Linked DNA regions of Mus musculus: regions 1 and 2 are each linked to region 3. The links are chromatin contacts, called in public HiChIP or PLAC-seq maps. All regions are on one chromosome and are shown on one strand. Each heading gives the region's core, a stretch centred on a gene start, on an enhancer-like site or on the middle of the called end of the contact. The rest is flanking DNA. Distances are from core to core; before and after follow the strand shown.

What was found. HiChIP or PLAC-seq counts read pairs in DNA pulled down with a chosen protein or histone mark.
Region 1: an H3K4me3 HiChIP or PLAC-seq map of bone marrow-derived macrophages shows a contact between it and region 3, with 4 times the contacts expected there. The contact joins two enhancer-like sites. A contact is called at or near these places in 1 of 15 datasets of contacts at CTCF or cohesin (CD8 T cells), 1 of 484 Hi-C or Micro-C datasets (group 2 innate lymphoid cells), 1 of 115 datasets of contacts at active chromatin or transcription factors (bone marrow-derived macrophages) and 1 of 9 other capture datasets (bone marrow-derived macrophages).
Region 2: an H3K4me3 HiChIP or PLAC-seq map of bone marrow-derived macrophages shows a contact between it and region 3, with 4 times the contacts expected there. The contact joins two enhancer-like sites. A contact is called at or near these places in 1 of 484 Hi-C or Micro-C datasets (bone marrow-derived macrophages) and 3 of 115 datasets of contacts at active chromatin or transcription factors (acute myeloid leukemia, bone marrow-derived dendritic cells and bone marrow-derived macrophages).

What each region holds. Positions count from the first base shown.
Region 1 is chr16:75,982,692-75,985,860 of GRCm38.p6, reverse strand. No RefSeq gene overlaps it. Among named protein-coding and RNA genes, the nearest start is that of Gm15555, 17 kb to the left of the region's middle. Within about 2 kb of position 1,775, at least 46 of the 459 cell types and tissues checked have an H3K27ac peak or open chromatin away from gene starts, as enhancers often do. A contact at or near this core is called in CD8 T cells, bone marrow-derived macrophages and group 2 innate lymphoid cells, where this site is marked.
Region 2 is chr16:76,109,038-76,112,078 of GRCm38.p6, reverse strand. No RefSeq gene overlaps it. Among named protein-coding and RNA genes, the nearest start is that of 4930578N18Rik, 12 kb to the left of the region's middle. Within about 2 kb of position 1,763, at least 16 of the 459 cell types and tissues checked have an H3K27ac peak or open chromatin away from gene starts, as enhancers often do. A contact at or near this core is called in bone marrow-derived macrophages, where this site is marked.
Region 3 is chr16:75,854,590-75,857,688 of GRCm38.p6, reverse strand. No RefSeq gene overlaps it. Among named protein-coding and RNA genes, the nearest start is that of Samsn1, 53 kb to the left of the region's middle. Within about 2 kb of position 1,793, at least 95 of the 459 cell types and tissues checked have an H3K27ac peak or open chromatin away from gene starts, as enhancers often do. A contact at or near this core is called in CD8 T cells, bone marrow-derived macrophages and group 2 innate lymphoid cells, where this site is marked.

The sequences.
Region 1 (3,169 bases), core at 526-3,025, 130 kb before region 3:
ATCATGGAGGAGAAGCATTTAACATGGGAACAACATGCATGTTGGCTGGGCTAGAGGCTGAGACCTCACATCTTGAACCATAAGCAGGAAACAAAGAGAGACAACTCAGAAAGGCATGAATCTTGAAACTTCAAAGTCTGCCCCTAGTAACTTACTCCCCCTTGTAAGGCCACCCCTCCTAAACCTCCAAAACTCAAGTATTCAGATACTTAAGGTTTCTGGGGTGTGACTCATTCAAACCAGCACATTTCACTCCCTGCCTCCCATAGTCTTGTGGCCCTATATTAATGCCAAATGCATTAAGAACCTCAACAGTTACCATATTCTTTCAATATCAACACTACTTAGGAGCGAATTCCAAAGTATCTTCTGAGACTTAAGGCAACATCTTACTTTTAACCCTGTCTTAAAAAAAAACAAACAACGACAATTAAAAAAAAAAAAACCCCTCAAAACCAAAAAGACAAAGTACATACTCCAACAAATATTAGAATGGAACATACATTGCAGTCCCAGAAGGGAAGAATGGGGACTAGCTCATAGTGAGAATAGAGTAGATCAATGAAAGACTAAAAGCCATCAGGAAACTCAAGCCCTGTGTCTAATGTGTAAGGGCTTAGATGGCTCTGTTCTTTCTTTTATGCTGCCTGCAACTTCGTTCTTTCTCTTGGGATGGTTCTACTCCCTGTGTGCAGTACTCTTTGGCATATTTCGCATGGCCTTGGCAAGTCCAACATCTCGTGGTCTTTAATGTAACCCAGGATTCCTTTATACAGCTTTACCCAAAGGCCTCATCCCAAGACCCCTCTGATACAAACCTAGCTTTAGCAGCTCTCCATAACAGTAGAGGAAGATGCCATGACCCATTTTCTTCTGTGTTCTTTATGATTCTAAAGCCAGAGCTATGTGGACAACATTGCCTTGTTTGACTGCCAACTTGGGGTGAGCCCACCTCCCCTTGAATCACATGGGCAGCAGCTTGTGTTTCTTGTTGCTTTGTAGGAGCAGAAACTTCTTTAAAGTCTTTTCCTGTCACAAGCTGGAAGAACAGCTGGGTGGGGTCTTAGCTGGATGGAGTTGGGCCATTGCCTTTGTTCCAAATGCATTTCGACCCCTCCATAATGGTACACATTTCCTTAACAGCTACAGCCTCTCTTCCAGCACAAGCCTTGGCTTGAACATTAAACTTTCCAGTGTCCTTCTTTTCTCAAGACTCTTATCTTGTATTTATTTCTGCCCCATTTGCCTGTTTCTCACTGTAGATCTGCCCAAAGGTGTCGTCAAATAACCATGTGACAGAATCAGTACTAGGCTGCCTTGAAATCTCCTCCACCAAAGAAATTATTCCACAACTTTAAAATTTAAGCTCAGGCAAGTTCTTAGGGGAAGGACAAAAAGTAGCCACATGTTTGCCCAAACATCACAAGAATGGTCTCCAGTCCAGTTGCTAATATTGGTCCCCCTAAGACATCATGTGCTTGGTCTTTATAGTATGCAAAGCCCTCAGCACTCCTGACTTTCTAGGTCCTATTAGAATGTCCCACTGAGTTCTCTTTAGAGTGTTCAACTACTTTTCTAGTTCAAAGTATCCAAATCTTCCATAATTGTGGAAAAATCCACATGGTCAGGTCTGTCTCTGTAATACCTGACTCCCATGTTCCAATTTCTGCCTCAGGTTTTTCTTTTCATGACCAAGGCCACTTATAAAAGGAGGAGATTATTTGGTGCATGGTTCCAGAGAGATAAGAATCATGGCATTGTGACAGGAAAGCATGTGAACATACATCAGGTATGTCGGCTGGAGCAGTAGTTTAGCTCACATGAAAAACCACAACCAGGAAGCAAAGAAAGAAGACATAAAATGACATGAGTCACTTAAAACCACAAGCTTGTCTTTAGTGACATACTTCCTTCAGCAAATACACATTTCTGAGTCCTTCCTAATGGCCACCAACTGGAGGCCAAGAATCCAAATGCCTAAGAGTTATGGGGTACATCTCATTCAAATGATGGCAGTCAGCTACCCTGGCATACACAGAGGTATGTAACAGATACCCTTTCCTAAACAAGTTACTAGGAAGGACTTGAAGTTGTCCTTTGGACTTTGCATATGCATAAAAAGGTACACACACACACACACACACACACACACACACACACAAACACACACGGACAAACACATACACAGACATACAGATACATACACAAACACACAGGCACACACAGAGTAACACACATACACACACACATAGGCATACACACAAACACACAGGCACACACAGAAGCACACATACAATCACAGAAACATACTCACAGAGAAACACATACAGACATATGGTCACAAATACACATATAGACATACATACATATACACAAACTCACAGACACACACATATACATTCACACACATATTCACACACATATACACAAACACATAGACATACAAATATACAGATACAGAGATACACATATATTCATATACACAAACACACACACAGACATACACACACACACACACACACACACACACACATATAAGATAAAAAAAGATAAAATAAGTTCATTTGCTATTGGCCATCTGCTGCTGTGATTGTGGCCTACCCTTGAGAATAGTCTGTTTCCCAGAGAGACAGTTTAGAGAAGATTAAATTTTTATTTGCAAGTGGTTACGAATTGGGGGTAGCTTTTGTGTTATGAAGGCCTTATGTGCCCATTTCTCCTTTTGGCTATAGGATCCCATCTTGTCCAGACTATGCCGGCTTGGTGGATGCTGATGCTGCATCAGTCTGCGAGTTCATGTGTGCTGGGATCCTCAGAGCTTCTTCTTTCCTCAGTGTCCTCCATCCCCTCTGGTTCTTATACTCTCTGCTTCCTCTTCCCCAGGGTTGCTTCGATTGATCTTTGAGTCAGCAGAATTCGTTAGGAGCCATCTTATTGCAATGGAACAGTGGCATTTGGTTTCCCTCTAGACCCCTGGCCTGTCTACTCTCAAGCTCTTTGTCACCTGAGCAGTGTAGCATAAGGATTCCCTATTGTGGAGTGGGCTTTAACTCAAGTCAGATATTGGCTGTTTGAACATAAGCCTTGTGCCATGGTTGCATTGACACATTAAAAGAAACTTTTGTAATTAGTTTTGCTTTAACCCCGAGGTTTATAGAAAAGGCTAAAC
Region 2 (3,041 bases), core at 514-3,013, 250 kb before region 3:
TGTCCTTGCATTTGTTTAGTGGTGATGAGAGAAAAGCACAGAAGTTTGATACAGACATGGAAGGTTGTTGCCATGTTACCTAACCACGTGGTTCATCAGCCTTTGGAATTGGCTCCTGAGAGGTATAGGGAAGTCTGGGTTAGAGCTAAAGTACACTGTTATGAGCAGAATTTAGAAGGCTGTGCTGGAGGCCATTAATATTATATCTGGAAGGAGATCTGGCAGCACGCTGGCCATTTCCTGAAATTTGACTAAGCTGTCTGGCAGAGAGCATTTCCTTCACCTCCCCAGCCCCTCCCACCCCCCACCCAGAGGCTTACTCCTCTTGGTCAGATTCCTGCTGAGAGAGTGGAGTAGAAAGATCTGAAAATATGCATTTGGTGAGGACAAGAACTCAGATTTGGTTACTAACAAGGAAAAACTAACAAGGAAAGCATAAACAGAGGAGGTGACTGGCAAAAAGATTAGAGACACAAGCGAAATTTTACACCCAGTACCTTGACTATTAGAAAAAAGGTCTTAAGGGCAAGACCCCACTCACTGAGAATCCCATGGTGTAACAACAGAAATGTTTTCAAACATTTAAAAGCAGACAAAGTACCTAGATGTAGAGTCTTTGGGGCACCTAGCTCTACCAGTGTGGTCTTAGGGAGTGTATTCCCAGGTTTAGCCAGGCAGTATCCAGAGTATGCTGCAGGTGTGAAGGAGGCCAGAGCATACCTTGAGCTGACAGCAGAAAGTAGCATCAGCCCAATTTTGACCATTTTGTAGATATGCAAGTGATAAGAACTCGGCGGGTCATGAAGACTCACACCGTGGTTTGCGTACGTTATTTAGGTCAGACTGTGTGCATCAGGTCCTTGTCCTCACCTTGGAGCTACTGAGAGGAACAGAAATGACACTGTGAGGTGAAGCCTAGGATGTAATAGTGAACTCAGGATACTGGAACCACCCAGATATAAGCTGTTCTTCAAAGACAGCTGCTGGTTGTAGCCAGCCGAAGAGAGAGATCATGCTACAGGTGAGAGCCTGGGGGTGAAGCTGCTAGGAGCATTGTACTCTGTGAGACCACTAGGAGCCTCGGAGGCCATAGCTAGAAGTTCAAATTGTTGCTTTGCTCCAACAGTTCCTTTCTCCACCCTTACTTACTCTGTGTGGTAGTGGAGTTGTGTAATTCTGCTTTTGATTGTACAAGGCTAATACGTACCCAGAGTCTCAGAATTTGAATTCAGCATTTGCTTCCTGACTATGTTCAATACAGTGTGGCCAGATGTCTCATGATCTCCTGGCCACGCCTTCTTCACCATGAGGAGCAATGGATCCTTCCTCCTGTGGATGTCTTCATGTCAACACATTGACCACAACAATTGTAATTAGCACAGCCATCCAAGCAGCTCTCTGAAGAACCAGGACTCCGAAGACCTTCTAACCTTCTCTGTCCATGTGAAGACAGCATGTGCACCATCTCCTGACAGCCACATGGTAGTGGACAGTGCAAGAATCCTGCCACTTCCTCTTCTTCTCTGTGAGCCCCTAAGCGTATGATCTATGCTGGTTGTATTGCTGTGCCAATCAAAGCAACTAAGTCCTTGGTTCCTAGTTGCGCATCTAAAAAGCAGGAATGTTGGAGGCACATTTTATTTTGCATTGTCTCCCAGATGGAGGAGAGAGAAGCCAAAGCATTCCTTCCAAGTGCTGGAGAAGGTCTGACACAGTAACGGGGAAATCACGCTTGCTGGTTTCAGTGTGACTGTCCTCGGCTTTCCCTCAGCTCTGGACAGCTTAAATGAAACCTAAATTGTGCATAAGGATGATCACTCAGGATATCATCATGACATCGGTGTTTTGCCCGACAACAAGGGGTTGGACTTTCTATTTGATGATCTTACTCTGTACTACGTGTATTAGATGTTATTTTGAAATGTTTTTTATTTTCGACTAGTTATTATTGAGATGATTCATGTCATCAAGAAATGAAGACTGTCACAAACATGGATGTGGGTCGATATAAGCACTGACATTTAGGAATTTACTCCTTCTGAACAAAACACTTGCATTTTGCTTTCTGATGTCTGGGTAGATACTCTCAGTTGATATGAGCAAAGTTCTTTACTCAAACGTGCAATCAGGCTGCATCATTCGAAAGGTTTTTATCCCAGACACCTTTAATGTCTGCTCTAAACCATCTCTATTCCAGAAAAAGCCAGTGGGGACTTGGTGATAGTGAAGACCTACTAGGAAAATGGGACATAGTTCATTAGAGATGGTAGAGATAAAAATTTTAGAAACATGTGTCTAATCTTCCCCAAAAGATATGCTATCAGATTTTTGACATCTATGTTAGTCAGCTTTCAGTTTACTATAACAAACCTATGAGATGATAAACTTTCAAAGAACAAAGGTTTAGTTTGCTTTATAGTTACAGATATTACCTGATTGCTTGGCCTTACTGTTTTGGGTCTGTGACCAAGGTACATAGCGGTGTTAGGAAAGGGAAATCACTCACGTGGTGGTCAGGAAGAGAAAGGAGAAAACAGGAGATGTTTGGGAGATAGAATTCTATTCAAGGCTATGTCTCTAATGACCAATTACCTAAAGTTCCACCTCTCAAAAATCTGAGCAGCTCCTGGTAGCACCACTCAGGGGACCTTAACACACAAGCCTCTGACAGTCCGTCATCCAAGTCACAGAATTGTTTTTCCCCCAGAAGAACTATCTCTACTATACAGAGAAAACAGTGGTTCACTTTTTAAAGGCAAGCATGTGTAGTTTCTGTTGTGTGAGGATTTCGTCCATTATATATAATGTAGTTTTGCTCAACTCTACTCTCCCTTTCGTCCCTTACCTCATCTGACCCACAGCTGATGAACTGACAATGGTGAGCTTCAGGGTGGGGGACAGTCGGTTCTCTTGACAGCATCATTTAAAGAAAGAAACGACTTATATATCCAAATAGTCATGAAAGTGTTTAGATGTTGTAGATGTTCGTATTTGTTTTTTCCTCTCTTCCCTTCCCTTCTCCTCTTTGCCACTACCTATTT
Region 3 (3,099 bases), core at 544-3,043:
CCAAGTCACCTAAAAGTTTTTAAAGAAAATGTGGAGTTGGAGAGATGGCTCAGTGCTTAAGAGTGCTTGCTCCTCAATCATGAGATACGAGATTGGATCAGGGCAACCAAGCGGGGTGGCTCACAAACATTTGTAAATCCAACTCCAAGGGAGCAGGTGCTCTAGAGATTCCGGCCTTCATGAATATCCTCCCACATACAGACACACACACACAGACACACACACACAAACAGACACACACACACACAGACACATACATACATACATACATACACACACATCTTTAAAAATGAAATAAATAACAGGTAATAAAACTCAGGCAAGGTAAAATATTCTGAATGCTGAGAACAACCCAATAGTTTTAGTCTCCGGCATCTTTAACACACCTAATCTCACCAACATCCCCACATCAAGTGTGTTGCATGTGCATCTCTTTCCTTCCCAGCAAACCCGGTGTTTTCCTGACTGTGGTGACCACTGTTAGCAGACTAGTCTAGAAACTGTTCTTGGACACAGCACAGGCACTAATGTCATTAATTTTTAAACTGCCCTACCCCTACTCTCTCATGTTGTTTAAAAGAACGTAACTTTTTTATGGCAAGGCGAGGAAATTCTAGATTGGAAAGTAACTACAGAATAACAAAACAATGCCAGTCTATTCCTAATGAGTAAAACTTTTTCCCAATTTCTATCCCTTGAAAATGAAAGTTTCATGCCAGTTGAGGATTTAGGGATATTCTAAAGAGGCTTTGGGGAGATACAAGCAAAGAAAGTCTGAGTTCTTACAAAAGGGAGAAAAGAGAAAAGTTAAAAACAAAACAAAACAAAACAAAAACAAAATAAACAAACAAAACTGAAGAAGTGTTAAGTAGCCAGGAGAAAGAGCTGATGAGGACACACCTACAGGAGTGAGTCTGGCATCAGTGTGATCAGTGCCAAAGAGGTCAAATCAGAAGAAAGAGATCAGGTTCTCACCCACTGCCCATACACAGAGCACTGACTGGAGCAACGCAGAAAAGCAAGAAAGACCTTATGCAAAACTCTATGTCCTGCTGCCTTTTCTAGAAGAAAGTCTGGGCTCTTTAAGAGCAGATGAGAAGAGTCAGAAAGCCATGAAGTTAATATTTACAGGATATTCTTATTGGTTCTGAAGGTTCAAACCTGGCAAGTTGCCCAATCACATTCATTACTTAAACTGGTTCAATAAAGGTCTTTTGGACCAAAGAATGTGCATCAGGAAGACAGCAGAATCTAGCTGTTTGAGCTAGTAGTTCCCAGGTAGCTTTATACAGCTGTAAACCCTCTCTAGTATGCAGCGATTAACTTATCCCAGAGGTTTCTGATATTAGCAAATTTAGCTCTGACAGTAGAGAAGGCTAGAGAAAATTTATTCCCATTAAATAAATAAAATGTTCTAATATAACAGCAATATTCAGTCCTTGGGGCTAAATCCTACAGCATGTATATATACGGCAAGAACTGTATCACTCCTGCCCCTCTGTCTCTCTCTGCCTCTCTGCCTCTCTATCTCTCGATGTCTCTCTCTCTGTCTCTCTCTGTCTCTCTCTCTCTCTCTCTCTCTCTCTCTCTCTCTCTGTGTGTGTGTGTGTGTGTGTGTCTTTCTCTCACTGTTTCTGTCTCTTCTTGTCTGTCTGTCTGTCTACATAAGGTTCAGAATGGCCTTATTCTTTGTGATCCCCCTGCCCCTGCCTCCTGAGTTACTAGAATTACAGGCCTGCCCCATCAGATCAAGTTCAGGTTTTTTACTTTGTTTGTTTTTTGATAAATACAAAATTCAGACCATTTCGGTTCTGGTTTTCCATCAACTCTATAACTGATATGTATGAACCTGAACAGTATCTTTAACTAAAGTGTGTTATTAGTGACTTTTTATTTTTTTTAATCAGATTGCTAAGAGAGATCGACGGAAAGAAAACTAAAAAGAGTGCTCAGTAGCTGACTATTAGGTTTCAGTCATGTTCCATTGCACTGAGGTTATAGCTACGTGTTTTGCAACTTCCTGAGTGTGGCAAAATGATGACATTTAATGTTGAGAAATTTCCGCTGTAAGCGTTAGGTTCTGAGAACAATATATGATGACATTTTAGATAACCCCTCCTCTTACGCAGCACTGCTCTATACTGCCACCAAAAGCGCTCCTATCTAAGTAGCATTGAGGCTTCCAATACTCTTGATAGAGGGAGTGGCCCTACTAAATTTATGAAAAGTTTCAGAGATTAGTCAATAAAACCTAGCTAGAGGTTTACTTTGATAGGTGTTTGAGCTGTGGGAAATCAAATAGAACTAACCCTAATTTTGTTCAACCTCCATGTAACTGCGGAATTCCTCTGCACACTCTTTGTGTATGTATGCCTATAAACTAAAGGTTATGGAGTTGAGTCATCTGCTTTCAAGAACTGTGTGACAATATTCAAGCATTTATCACAAAAAGGTGATCTTTTTAAATCTAAAAGTGGTATAAATTATAGGATGTATATATGAAGTACTCAATACAATCCAGGTAGTATTTGTATGAAAGCCACTACAATTTTTATATATACAACTTCATTTCCCCCCACTAAGTTCTAGTCGAAAGATAGAAGCAGTAATCACTGTATAATCATACAGGTATTTACTCATAGTATCTTGAAATTTTTCATACATAAATGGCCTGAGATCTAAAGAACAATTTTGCTGTCCAGAAGCAATGAAAGAGAGTCAGCTCATAGAGAACTCAGCTCATAAGTTTTACCTGACACATTATTTCATTGTTTGCACCTGATCAGTTCAGAAAGACACAATACTGCACTCAGCCTTGGTTCAACACTCTTGGACATGAAAGGAATAATTTTAAGAATGAATTATTAAATATATAAATTATTATTTATTTTAATGAATGAAAAATTAAAATTGGGATTGTTAGTGTCATGGGCCTTGGTTTCTCACAAATGACAGAGCCTCAATTGATTGAGCAATGGGCAACAGAGAATCCCTTAAGAAGGCACTGTTAATGTGAGTATTTGCATATATATGGAGCCTGTGCACATTGGGGCATAAGATTCCATGGGCTATCAAAATGCTAACATGTTACAAAGAATG